Regions from separate parts of the Zea mays genome. Here region 2 is linked to region 1. Evidence: chromatin contacts called from public Hi-C data. All regions are on one chromosome and are shown on one strand. Each heading gives the region's core, a stretch centred on a gene start, on an enhancer-like site or on the middle of the called end of the contact. The rest is flanking DNA. Distances are from core to core; before and after follow the strand shown. Region 1 has its middle 53 kb from the start of LOC103650819. Region 2 holds the start of LOC100285922 (ankyrin protein kinase-like).

Region 1 (7,202 bases), core at 3,104-5,603:
CAAATGATTTACCGATTCTTTTGGTTTAGTGAAGGCAGCTCCTTTAGGACCAAAATCAAATTGGGCAACGACAGGTTCATCGTCGCTGACAATAGTACAATCGATGGAAAATGTAATAACATTTATATCCATACCTAGGCGCTCTGGAGAGGCTTCGTAGTCAACCAAGTCCTCTCCCAGCAAGTTGTCCTCCTCCATTGATGTTGGCACGTCGTTGGAGGCGTCCTAGTTTGGTGCGGACGGTCTGGACTCAGGGGTCGGACGGTCCGCGCCTGGTGCCGATGGTTCGGCCTTTTTGGCCGAGCTGTCTGTCATATCTGCAGGGTGCTGCACAAGTGTTGTTTTATTTTCTATTTTTGTGGCCATTTGCTTTTCTTCAACGGCCTTTGGTCTCCATTTCTTTTGTGGTGGCAGGTACTGTGGATGTGTGTCATTGAATATCTTTTCCGCCTCCTTTTCCTGGTTCTCTTTTGCCCTTAGGCGCTATAATTTTCACTTTTGGGATCGTGTCAATCCCAACGGGCACCATCGAGGCATAGAGTATTTTGGATCGGCTGTTTTGATGGTAACCGTATCCTCTTTTTTGGTTGTGTTGGCCGATTCATCGAAAATCATCGGCCCTTCATTATTTTCCTGTATGATGACATCTGCAATACCTATTTTGATGATGTCCTTTTTTGTCGTTCTTTTGGTCGCTGCAGGTATATGCCCCCCTGCCGGATTGGTCGTCCTTTGAGGCCGAGTAGTCCAGCAATCTTGTTGGGCCTGTACTTGTTGATCGGATTGGGCGGCGCTCAATCAGTCTTGTACTGGAGGTGCCAACCTATTGAATATAGATGTTTGGGGTGCCCCCCAAGTGGGGCACTGTGGCATCCCAAATGGATATGGTGGCATACCCCACATTTGATTTGGTGGAGGTATGTACGTGTATGGATATGTCATAGGTGGATATGAGGATGGTGGTGTCCATGCAGGTATGTTAGGTCTTAATTGGACAATATGACCTTCCATTTCTTCTGAATGGTGAGGTGGTCCAATCGGTCTTACCTGACGTTGCTCACGAACGGGTGAGCGAGGTTGCTTCGCTGGCCGGTCACTGGGCCGGCCTTCTTTTTCACATATTTGGATAATAATTGATCAAAAGTCGGACCGGATTTGACCAGCCGACCAGCTGCTTTAAATGTATTTGTTTTCCACGTACCTATCTCTGGTCGTCGCGGTTTGAACGTACGTGGTCGTTGCGGGCCCTGAATGTAGCCGGAGTGTCCGCTGGAATTCTTCTGACCGTCCGGAGAAGCTTTGGACTGTCCGTGCCTCGATGTCAGACTGTTCGTGATGTGCAGCACAGGTTCCCGCGCCTGTCCCCAAGTCCGTGCTTGCCCCTCAGTGCCAGCGGTTGTGATGGTCACTTTCAGGGTTTCTCCTCCATCAGGAGTTTTTTCAGCCACCACTTTCCTGCAAGAAACTTTATTACTTGCATCGGCCTCCCGTGCGTTGCCGATGATGGTTTCTTTGTCTTTTCCTTATTGGTCGCGCTGGGCCGAATTAGGACCTTTTTGCCCTCGAAGTCGATCATGTTCATTGGAAAGGACTCCGTGTCTACCTGCATTTCCTAAAATTTTAATCGTCCTTCGTTAATGGCCGATTGAATCTGTCGATGGAATACATTACAATCATTAGTGGCATGAGAAAATGAGTTATGCCACTTGCAGTATGCACGACGTTTCAGTTCGTCGGCGGATGGAACATTATGATTTATTTTAATGTTGCTATTTTTAAGTAATTCATCGAATATCTTGTCACATTTGCCAACATTAAATGTAAATTTAACCTCCTCTTGCCGTTTCTTTTGAACCGACTGTAAGGAGGAACAAGCCGAGGATTTGGCCAAACCATTTCAGCAGCATACACTTCCGTTGATTCGTCGTCCGAGCTATTTTGGTCGCATTCTACTATATGGACATTATGACGAATATTTTTGGTAGCTTCTTTGCTTCAGCTTTCACAGGCCAAAGCTCTTTGGTGTAATTGTGCTAGTGTGAAAAATTGGATGCCCTCTAATCTTTTTTTTAAATAATATCGCAACCAATTAAAGGCTAATCCTGCTATTTGTTTTTCTGATAAATGAATTTGGAAGCATCAGTTTCTTGTATCCTGGAACCTCTGGATGTATTCATTAACCGATTCATCCTTCACTTGCCGCAGGGCCACTAGGTCTACCAAATCTAACTCATAGTCACCGGAGAAAAAGTGGTCATGAAATTTTTGTTCTGAATCCCCCCATGATGAAATAGAATTAGGAGGCAGTGTGGCGTACCATGCGAATGTCGTTCCTGTCAAGGATAACGAAAATAAACGTACGCGGAATGCTTCTGTGTCGGCCAATTCTCCTAATTGTGCTAGAAACTGGCCAATATGCTCACGTGTGCTTTTTCCTTGATCACCCAAAAATTTTGCGAATTCGGGTATCCTGGTTCCCTGTGGGTATGGGTGATGATCAAATCGGCTGTCATAAGGTTTCCGATATGATTGCCCCTAGGGACCATGCTTACTCCGAGCTTATCTCGGAACGCCCCGGCTATTTCTTCCCTTACTATATCAATGGCAGCCAGTGCGAGACCACCGGCTCTCTGGTCAACCATAGGTGGGATTGACTGGATATTAGCATGTTGTCTTCCCCCATTGGTTTGAGTTATATGGTGCATTACTATTTGCCTATATGGTTCATAGGATTGACTGTTCCTTTCCGGCCTTCTAGGCGGGGCCGGAAAGTATTCGTTCCCATGGGCCGGAGGATCCGTGTCAATGGGCTGGTGCATTGTGTAGTGTGAGGGAAGGTGTTGCTGGGACGGATGAGGATTCAAGTAGCAATCCTCCTCAAAAAACTCTGCTCCAGACCGTCCGGTTGGATATGCGGACCGTCCGACGGTATGCGTGGACTGTCCGGGTATGTGCCCGGACCGTCCGTGATTGTACGCGGACCGTCCGTCACTATATGCAGACGGTCTGACTGGGTAATTTAGATTCTGCGTAGTACGTTGTGGCTCGGGCGCATGTCTGGGTAATTCATTAAAAATGGGCCCGACCGTTGCTGGCCCGGACGGTCTGCGCTCACGTGCGGACGGTCCGGTCTTGTGCAGATCAGCTAATTTATTGTCGATGTGCGTAGGAGGATGGGGTTGCCCAGGGCATGTGTTTATCGGCATCCCATACAGGGTTTGTAACTGGTCGTGACAACTTGTAGCTGATGAATTACACGTGTTTTCCCCAAATTCAACCTCGTGCGATGGAAAATTTGCAATAGTAGATTTATCAAACACACGTACTAGCCTCCTATAATCATTTTGCATACCCCCTATAATATTTTGCATTTGTTTTTACTGTTCATCTACATAATTTTTAAGAGATTGTAGCTCGTTTGTGTTGCTTACCTCAGGGGTAGTCGTAGTAGGTCGAAGCGAAGCCAGATCCGTCGCCCGTTGCCAAACGACCTTGTTGTTCCTGTCCACTTTGAAGTTGGCCAGGAACTTCGCCTTTGCCTCTTGGATCAGCTGCTCCTTGTGCTCCTCGAACTGGAGCTGTTCGTCAGCCGGCAAGGTTTCCCAAGTCGGCTCTATGATATTGCTGGGGAGACTTCAGAGTTATACCTTGAACCGACCATTGAGGACCGATTTGATAGGTCTATATGTGTTGTCCCCAGCGGAGTCGCCAAAAAGTGTGTTGGTGCCTTTTTGGAGCGCCAATCACTAAACAAGAACCGACAGCGGTGCTCTCTGCACAGGGGCGGACGGTCCGCGGCCAGGGGCCGGACGGTCCGCGGCCTAGTGTAGGGCTTAGGTTTTCCTGCCTGACGGCCGGACGATCCGTGCCCTGGGGCCGGACGGTCCGCGCGTGCACAGGGGGCGGCGAAGGTTGCCGGCGGCGCCTGGATCTCGCTCTCGGGAGGGACCCTGTCGGGGAGGAGAGATCCTATGTGATGTTTAGGCTCGAGCAGACCGACTTAGACTCCTTTAATCGACGTAAAGCCGAAGAGAAGCGGAGAATTTGGGGATTGAGATGCTAAACTAGAACTAGACTAAAACTACTCGTAATTGTACAGAAAATAAATGCGAGATAAAAGTGTTATTGATTCGATTGATGATTACAAATCGGCCGTATTACTCTGCTTTTATAAAGGAGGAGGGCTGGACCCGTTACAAACAAACTCCTCAAGTTAATTTCGTGAATTTCGTCAACAAACACAGTAAGAAACTCAGAAACCTGTTCTACGCGCATGGACCGTCCAGCCCCAATGACAGACCGTCTGTACCGCGGAGCGTCCGGGCCCAGTGACAGACCGTCCGGCCGCCTATTCTGCGGCTCAACAGCCGCGCTCCGATCGCTGCCGCGACGTGCGTGTGGTCCGCTGTCAAAAGGGACCCTCCCTACTCAAGTGCCAACAGGTTTCACGGCGCTCGCTTGCCTAACAGCCCTTCCCTCCCTCAAACGCTGTCGGGAGCCTCATCCCCACTACCTCATGCATTCCAACCAAACAATCGCCACCACTGAGCCGTTCCAGCTATTCAGGAAGGAACACATCTGATATATAGTGCCATTTTTTCCTTTACTTTGTCGCCACACCTATTTTTTATACTTCTGTAGTTCTGTTGATGTATTTGATACTCTAGAAAAGAGCTCGTATCTTCGCTCCAAAACTTGAAGAAAGTCTATCTAGGTTTATCCAAACTCTGATTTTTTACCTTTAAATCTATAAAAGATAAAAATATATTATCTCATACAACAAAAGTTACTTATTACGAAAAGTAATTTAGTAATGTCAAATTTGTGTTGTAAATCCATATAAAATATTATATACATGTGTTGATTTGGTTCCTGTTGGTCAGCTGGACTCTAGGGATTCTTTTGGGCTGGAGGGGGAGCTGCCCCCGAGTGGGTCTTTAAATGATTGTTTGAATGAATGTCTGGCGCCATTTTCTGTCCAGGGGATTGGTCTGGGCGTGTGTGTTGGTCCAATATCTGTGCAACCTGTTCTGGGAATATTGTTTCGGGGGCTTTTTCTGTCAGGTTGGATGACGCTTCTCAGTTGGCTAATCCTGATGAGCGCTATGTATATGCAGAGGAACCACTGAACAGACTGTCTCTGGGATTAATCCTTCGGGTGCGGATGGAGAGCTAAGCCTCCTGTTTTCAAAGTGTACTCCAGGAGGAGGAGGATCCATGTGCACCCAGATCAGGTGGATAATTCTATGCTATCAGCTTCGCTGCAAGAGTTCAAGAATTGTGTCACTAAAGCCATTGATGAGTTGCTGGTTTGCTGCCCGCTCCTCGGTCTACCAAACACAGGAAGAGGAGAACATTGCCGAGTAATTTTCAACCTAGAAGAAGCAGGAGAGTGGCTAATGCTGTGTTTGGATCCACCCTAGTTTCCTAAAAACTGGTTTCTACAAACTGGCTTTAAAAAAAAACTAGGAAAAAGTGTTTGGATCCACCTAGTTTCTTAGAAACTAGTTTTAGCTAGTGGAGTGCAGCTTCTTGTTTTTTAAGAAACTGAGAAACCGGTTTTTAGAAACTGAATTAAAAAATTGGCTTGTTGTGTCTAGTTTAAAAACCATTTTCTAAGAAACTAGGTGGATCCAAATAGAGCCTAAGTTTCCTCCAGAGCTAGGATCCAGCGCTGCTGCCCAGGTTTGCAGACATTTGGGGTTCTGTTATGATAATGAGAACATCTTCAAGGATGCCAGTAATTTTGTAAAGCTTTTTGTTACTGGACTCTCAAGTGATCACATTGCTACACTGGCGGTGTTGTTTGGCTGGGAGGTGCCTCAAGAGGGCATGACTAGGCCATTGTGTTGTATGGTCTTTTGGTAATCTTTTCTATGTCCATGGATGTCGACTGCTTTCTTATTTGGAATGTAAGAGGCTTTAACAGGCGTGCTAAGAGAGATTTTGTTAAATCTCTGGTTGTTGACATTAGGCCTTCCATTGTTTGCCTACAAGAAACCAAATTATGCTCCATTTCGGAATTTGATATTCTTTCTTTTCTTGGATCTGGGTTTAGTAACTTTGCTTTCAGCCTAGCTCAAGGAACCAGGGGAGGTGTGTGTGTTGATAGCTTGGCGCGATGGTTTCTTTGTATCTGTTGCATCTGTTATCAAGAATTATTCTCTTTCAATTCAATTTCAAGAGGAGTCCGGTGTTCCTTGGTGGTTCACAGGTGTGTATGGGCCTCATTAGGTCAGTCTCAAGTTTTATTTCCTTTAGGAATTACGTGAGGTCAAGGATGAGTTTGATGGGTTGTGGATCATATGTGGTCAATTTAATCTGATATATAGGTTAGAGGATAAGAACAATTCCAATAGTAGCAGGACTCTATTGGAAAATTTTAGAAGCCTAATCAATTCCTTGGACCTAATGGAAATCTCGTTGCTTGGAAGGAAATTCACCTAGTCGAATCAGACGGAGGATCCCACCCTTGTCAAGCTTGATCATATGTTCTGCACAACTAGTTGGGAGGATTCTTTTCTAGATCCCACCTCCTAGAACCAACCTGTCAGGTACCATAATTAGGGTATCCAGGGTACATCCCTATGGGCTGATTTGGTGACCAGGTATCACGAGAGGATCTATGGGGAAGGAATCCTCATGTTATTCAATTTTGAATAGCAAGGGAATTCCTTCCCCATGGATCCCTGATCACCACAGCAGCCCTAAACGTATCTAGACACCCGAGTAAAAAGGGATCACAGAACAAACACGCTCCCAACATTCTAAGGCCATGTGGGACCTGAATCATGATTCACCCGAGGCACCGCGCGTCGCTTGCGCAACTACGCTTCACCCGAGCCCAACCTCGGGCGAACAATACACCTGCGTGGGGTTCGTGACTCACCAGAGGACACCTTCGGGCGGGTTTTGCATGTTCGCCTCACCCAAGAGCATCTCGAGCGAGGTCCCAGCATGAGCCCGACCTCGGCCAACTTCTCAGACCCTAGAACATGTGCATTTAATACAGTCTATACAACCACCTACACCACCACGGGCACCAAAGTCAATAAAGGGTGACACGACCCTAGTCTAATCTACTTTTTACTATGCACAAGACGGTCAGGGCATGAATATCTAGCACTATTTCCCCACTCCAACCACTATTCCAACCACTCCGATCATGACTGCATATCAATGTTCTGACCCGGCCTCGGCCT
Region 2 (6,861 bases), core at 2,339-4,838, 82 kb before region 1:
CAATCACTGTTGGATTAAAAGTTAAAATGACTTGAAACTATGAATTTGTCGGCGACCCTTGCAACTAACAGAAGGCTGCTACTCTTATTAGTAAAATTAATCCATTTTTCTTTTCCTTCCTGTTTACCATTAAAAAAAACGTTGGTAACACTTAGGCAGAACAAATAAACCCCCGCCATAGAGCCTGTGAAAAAAAATAATCAAAGAAAAGATGACCCTATCTACGAGAGTTGGCGGTCACACATCATGTGAGCTTGAGCAGACGAGAAGCACCATGGAGTCGAATTTCTTCCGGCTGACCTTTTGCTAGTGGCTTGCGGTTACACTGACATTGATGATAGGTCTCAAATAGCTCTCTTCAGTTACTAGAGGCACCACCATTGATGGTATTATTTGGTAACACTCCTAGATTTGAATGGACAGATAGATCAATAGTTGAAACATTACACATCTGAATTCCCTTTCTTCTAATTCCGACGTTTCGGTGGCTTCAAATAACAGGTTAAGGGCATCACGTAGTGGATTTCAGAAAGTTTTCGAGCTATCAGGAATGATCTAGGCGTGTTTTCCATATAAATTATTTATTCAATTACTCTGCCTTGCTGTCTGTAGAATGCAGGCTCTTGTTATCCAAGCTGAAAAAAATGCTGCTTTAATCCGGACATGAGTAATCTGATTCGATGATTCGGCCTGTTTTACTCATTTTAGTACCCTCATTGTAGGGATGGACCGGGATGGTCATTCTCAGATTCCTTTTTCTTTTTGCCCCCTTTGGCTACATTGCATTACCGGTTCCTTTTTCTTGTTTGTTTCTATTTCAATTTCAGAGGAATTGCTTGCTCAAGAACAATGCATTGCGACGTCAACTGATAGCAGCACTCAACAAAATCCGTCGCTTTAGGACATCACAGTCATAGTATATTGATCCACAAAACATGTGAAGTAAATACGTGGCCCGCTATTACATCGATAGCAGTAGCACCAACCAAGCTATACACATCTAGTGTGGAGTAAACTTACATTTGCTCACCATATGGTATATGAATTGACCCACTCCTTGCCTACAAACTGTCGGTACAGAAAAAGAATTAAACTGTGATTAATGAAAAATGGTAACTGTTGGATCCTATATGGAGTTTTACTCGGCTTATTTATTTTGATAATAACTGCCGAACACTCTTTGTATCAGAAGTACTCGCTCATCTTCCATGTGTATTGAAGCGCCTCTTGCCTTGTTGGCCGATCTGGATGCCTACTTTTTTATACTCGGAAGGAAGAAGGATGATCCTCTCTCGTCACTGCTTTCCTGCCCAAAGCTTTTTCTGGCAGACGAGGATCTTGTCCTTGTCGGCCTTGTTCTCGCTGCTGTGCTTCTCGCAGCTCCATCGCATCCCTTTGGCAATGGGTGCCACAGAATCGAGGAAGTAGGTGCTCTCCCGGATTATGGCGTAGCCCGTGGGACGAAGGATACGGTCCATCTCAAGGAGCACGTACTTCATCTCGCACCTGCAGTTGCAATTGCAATTGGTTGGTGATGATATTTATTTATTTTGGATTATTGAATTTGCAGAGCTGAGAAACTGAGATCCATTCGTTGCTGCTGCTTCTTCTTCTTCTTCTCTTACCTGTGAGACTCTGCTGTGAACAGGCCATCAAGATGCAACAGGTCATAGGTGCGTGGATATGTCGAGAACGCCTCACACCTGTAAATAAACATTATTATTAGTATACCATCCGTGGATGAGGCAATTAGCTACTGAACTTGATTGGAACCAATCGAAGATATAATTAAGTTACCAACCAGTCGTGGTTGACGCCGATGAGCCCTCTGTCGTAGACGACGCCGAGGGAGTTTGGGCCGTAGGAGGAGACGACGTTCATGACCCAGACGGGGTCCTTGATGAGGCTGCCTGCGAATCCTCCGTACACGGTGTTCATGTCCATGACGTTCCTGATCTTGTCGCTCCCCAGCGCCGGCAGCAGCGTCTTGTAGTGCTTGACCCTGAGCTTCCACCGGGCGTCGTCCTGCTTGAAGGCGGCGGCGCTGCTGCCCGGGACGACGCTGATGCGCTCCGGGGCGACGCTGAGCCTCTGGGGCCACTTGGGCGTGGCGTTGAGCCCCAGCTTCCTGTACTTGGGGCTGGGAGCCGTGACGCAGGAGCGCATGGGCACGTACCAGGCGGCGTCGGGGTCGACGCTGTCGTCGCACTTGGCGGGCGTGGTGACCGGGGTGAGCTTGTCGTAGCAGGCGTCGGCGGACTTCTGCCACACGGCGATGTCCCCCTTCATGCTGTAGAGCTTGAAGCACATGCTGGCCAGCATCTTCTTGAGCCTGTCCAGGTCGGCCTTCTGCGCCTGCGCGGTGGTGTTCCAGCCGTGCCAGCGGTTCTCGTAGTTGACGGGCGGGCCGGAGAGCACCCAGAAGCCGCCCGGGCGGAGGACGCGGTGGATCTCCAGGAGGTAGAGGCCGCCGAACTCGGTCCAGGGGATGAGGCAGCGCGAGCAGTGCGCCATGTCGAAGGCGGCGGACGGGAACGGCAGGCGCTGCGTGGAGATGATGCCGAGGATGGCCGGGATGCCGCGCTCCAGCGCGAACTGCACCTGGGCCTCGTGGTTGTCCCTGGGCGCCAGCGACACGGTGAGGATGCCCCGCCCCAGCAGGTCGCCGCCCCAGCTGGCGACGCCGCAGCCGGTGTCGAGCGCGGTGCGGACGGTGCCGTCGCGCATGCCCGGGACCAGGCCCTGCATCAGGTCCACGTACGCGCCGACGCCGTTGGGGAACATGGTGCCGCCGCCGGGGAACCGGAAGCGGTCGCCCTCCTTGACGAGCCAGTGCTGGTTGGACTTCTGGCTGTTGATCCAGTCGTAGGGGACGTTCCGGTACCAGCACTGGTCCTTGCTCTTGGGCCACCGGATGGGCGGCTTGTACCCCTTGGGCGGCGGCACCAGGCACTGCTGCCGGTCGGGCGGCGGCGGGCAGTGCCGCTCCATGAAGCTGAGGCGGTAGTTGCCGTACCTCCGCCAGCGCTTGGGGTCGGTGCAGGGGGTGTAGTCCTGGTAGTCGGCGGGGCACTCGGGGAACGCCACGGCGGCCGTGGACGCCAGTGCCGGCCGAGCCTGGCCGTCGTCGGAGGGACGGCGGGTCGTCGTGGCGGCGCCGAGGGCGAGGAGAGCCGTCGGCGCCGGCTGGATGGAGTCCAGCAGGCTCCGTCCCGTGCTGTAGATGCCGCCCAGGTAGAAGGAGAAGGCGCAGAGCACGACGACGACGAGCGCCACCGGCACCGCCCTGGACCCTGCGCCGGCGCCGCCCGCCCTCTCGGGCTTATCTTCCTTGCTGTACTTCATGGCGCCGCCCACGCCACGCTATTCTCCCCGTCGTCGAGCGCTGCAGCTGTAACGCGAGGAGAAATTAAACTTTTATTACCGGGGTGCGGGGTGCGGGGTGGCAGAGAAGAAGAAAAAAAGGCGCAGGGGACGAACATCCGAGAACCGAGATGCATGCAAATATGAAAGAGAATGGGAGATGACGAGGTGAGCTGGTCGCGTTGACGCGTTTACCTCGGATGGGAATGGGATGGCACTGGCAGTGGAGTGGACAGTGGAGTGTGCTGGTACTAGTACTAGTAGCGGGAGGAGTGGAGGACCGGGCAGGCACCGACGGCAGCGGCCAGCGGGAATCGATCGCTGCGCTGGCTGGAACCGCAAGGGGTAGCACAGTGGGTGGATGTCGGCCGGCACCGCCGTACCACAGATCTTGTCGTTCTTTCACTTCACCAGACGAGGCTGTATGTGTTGCACTACGAACGAGACGGAGGAGACGAATGGCGCGGTTGCTCTGGAAGGAGAAGGCTAGCGGAAACGAAGGGATAGTAAAACCGAAGGAAGTAGTGACCCGGGCAATCAGTAGCGACCGAGAGATTATAAAGCCAGGCCAGGAAACAGGGAAGGGCAGGGAAGAAATGGTGGCGAGCCAAACGGACGGCGGCAGGCAGTGGTCATCGGCCGAACGGCACACGCTAATACTAGTAGTAGTACTATTTTACATGATTGCATGCCTGGTTGGTTCGGCGCGCGGGCACTCCCACAAACCGCTAGTGCCCTTGTCCCCGCGATAGGCGAGTGGAAGTCGCAGAGTGCGACTTTGGCTGGCCGACGACGCGTCCGTCCAGATCGATCTCGCATTTTCACACTGCACTAGTGGTTGTTTCCGGGAGGGGACCCCGGACCTTGCTGCGGTATGGGTCTCCATCGGTCCATGCTACGGTGAAAATAGAAAACTGGCGCACCCCTTTGTCATTGGTGGAGTTTTCTCGTACTCGTACCCACCCGGCCGCAACCTTCTCGTCCGCCACGGCTGCACTTTATTAGTAAAGCCGGGTTTTTTTTTGGAAGTTTGAGCAGTTAAACCATTTATTAGTAGTGATGAATAAGCTCTGTATAAAGCTTGTACAATATAGTCTCATAAAAACCGTATGTAGTGGTGTGGCGAAGCCAGAGAAAGCTACTGCTTTTTAGCTGAGTTCTACCTTAATTCTTTTGTGAGCGTATGATTTAGGCCCTGTTTGTTTACCCTCTAGATTATATAATCCAGCTTAAATAAGTTAAGAGGTAAACAAACAACACAGATTATTAGGTGGATTATGTAATCTAGATACCTAGATTATAATAATCCATAAGCACGTCAATAGATGCTTGTATAATCCATAATCTAGATTATATAATCCTAGAGGGAAACAAACAGGGCCTTAAAGAACTTTTCTTTTGGCACAAGCCTCAACTTCTTTCCCGCACGCAGGCACGCACAGTACAGCAAAAGCAGCCAAAAAGGCACGTCAACGATGCCCTCGCCCTACTCTCCTACTACTAGTCGACGAAACCTGCCTCTCGCACGCCTAATTCCTGGACCAGATCACGGCCCCGGCCCGTTTACTGCTGAATCCCAACGAGTCCGTCCAGCAAAGCGCCAGCAGCGTCGGAACGAAACGTTCCTCGGACTCGGGTGAGTCCGGCGCACATGCGACTCGGTTGCTGCCCTGTCCCTTCTTTTTTTTTTCTCTCCTTTCGCTTCGTCCTACTAGTGTGTGCTACTCCTACCTACGCACGGTACACTAGTTTGGGCGTTCGGTACCGGTACACTCTGCCAGTCCATCAGTGCATGCAAGCTGGGTGACTGCCACTGCCCGGGTTCGGCCGGTTGCACTACACTGCCGGGAGTGTGTGCGGTGAGTGCCTGGGTGGTGGTGACTGCTCAATCAGCTTCGACGTGAGTGCGGCGCCAACTGACGCGGCGGGCTGCATTTCCCTTTGACTTGGATTTGACGCGCGCAGTTGACAAGTGCACGTCCTAATAATGTAATCCCTCCCTCCATTCTTTTTCATTCGTTATTATGTTTTTTTTTTCAAAAATAAATTAACCGACGACAAGTATTCGAGAATGAATATGTGTTACGGATTGTTTTGGATTATGGCTCCCGCGATGGCACCTACTTGAGCAGATGTGCTACGGATTATGTTTTGGATTATGTCTTGCTGTAAGCCTTGGGGGCCCACACCGTTGTGCCTGGATGCTCTGCTCTACTGCTTGGGACGACTGATCGTGAGACTGGAGACATTGGCATCTCACGGCAATTTTGATCTCAATTTCCTGTTTGTGCTTTCTAGTCGAATCACAAAAACCTTAGGATCGTTTTTTCCCCTGTGATGTGCCGGCTCAGTATGGCAACAATAAAAAAAATATTCCAACGTATGCAACAATTTTAAAAAAAAAATGTCAACGGTCAATTCAGTTGATCCATTCGGAAAAAATTGGTGAAAACGAATTATGTTAATATGGTTGGAAAGAGTATAGAGGATAAAATTTAGAGAACAGTGCTGGAGTTGGTAAAGATATAGAGAACAAAAATTTTTAAAGTGTGTTATAAAAAATATAAAACATTTTCTCTTAAATGATGAAATTTAGTGTAGCTGGAGATAGACTAAATTAGTAAATTGGTAAAGTCTCTGTACCAAACAGTGATCCAAACCAAACGATGGCTCAGTCAGATCGAGCCTACTCAAGTGCCACCTTGGAGACCTTTTTTCCATTTCAGGAAGAGCTCAAATCCCTCCGCTCAGAGTGTGCACACCGTATCTACAAAAATCTCAAGAAGACAGACCTCCACAGCTCACACCCTAGCAAAGAAAAGGGAGAGTGGAATCTCTAATGTATCTAGGTCCCTTTGGACATACTTCATGTCCGTTGTTCTTAGTTTAATGTAAAGTTATTTGTTATAAAAACTTATTTATTACAATGCCATATCACATGCAGTAGAGGAAGATGTGTTTTGATTCCCCTGAAAAAGACGGAACCCATCTGACCCTGTTTGCTAGGGAATGAAACTCTAGGAATTTCATCATATGAGAGCTCAAAGTTTCACCCCCCCACATGTTTTAGTCTAAGGTTCCTATTCACTTGACATAATTTGGCTGTGGCAGGTTGTGTTCATGCATATAACGAACGCATGGTTATGTCGGTCCACCGGGACCATTTTACCGATGGACGAGACACTGTACCGCGTGTACGTGACAACTGACAACAACCGAAATTATTATTGGTTGAGGAGGTCCTTATTGCTTATGTGGTTACAAGACATGGCACATGCATGGATATATATAATAATGATGATGACGACATAGAGAAAGATAAGAGTATCTAGTTCCATACCATTGCTAGATCCGTGACTTGGTTTAGGACATGAAGATTGTACTCAATCCAATTATATTGGTAACTTTTGGTATATCGCTGCTGTTGTCTTGCGTTGCGTTTGTCCGTCCCAAAACCACTCGGCTGTATCTAAGGCGTTCACCGTGAGGACTGAGGAC

What was found. A called contact is a pair of places that touch in the nucleus more often than the background predicts.
Region 2: a contact with region 1 is called in a Hi-C map of leaf, with 5 times the contacts expected there. The contact joins the promoter of LOC100285922 here to the enhancer-like site in region 1. A contact is called at or near these places in 6 of 25 Hi-C or Micro-C datasets (bundle sheath, ear, leaf and 1 more) and 1 of 3 datasets of contacts at active chromatin or transcription factors (leaf).

Annotation. Positions count from the first base shown.
Region 1 is chr1:108,738,687-108,745,888 of Zm-B73-REFERENCE-NAM-5.0, reverse strand. No RefSeq gene overlaps it. Among protein-coding and RNA genes, the nearest start is that of LOC103650819, 53 kb to the left of the region's middle. Within about 2 kb of position 4,353, at least 10 of the 20 cell types and tissues checked have an H3K27ac peak or open chromatin away from gene starts, as enhancers often do. A contact at or near this core is called in bundle sheath, ear and leaf, where this site is marked.
Region 2 is chr1:108,820,441-108,827,301 of Zm-B73-REFERENCE-NAM-5.0, reverse strand. LOC100285922 (ankyrin protein kinase-like) reads right to left here and starts at 3,588. Exons shown (of 4, transcript NM_001158811.1): 1 at 3,559-3,588; 2 at 1,802-3,391; 3 at 1,626-1,703; 4 at 979-1,506. The coding sequence starts at 3,345. The coding sequence ends at 1,296.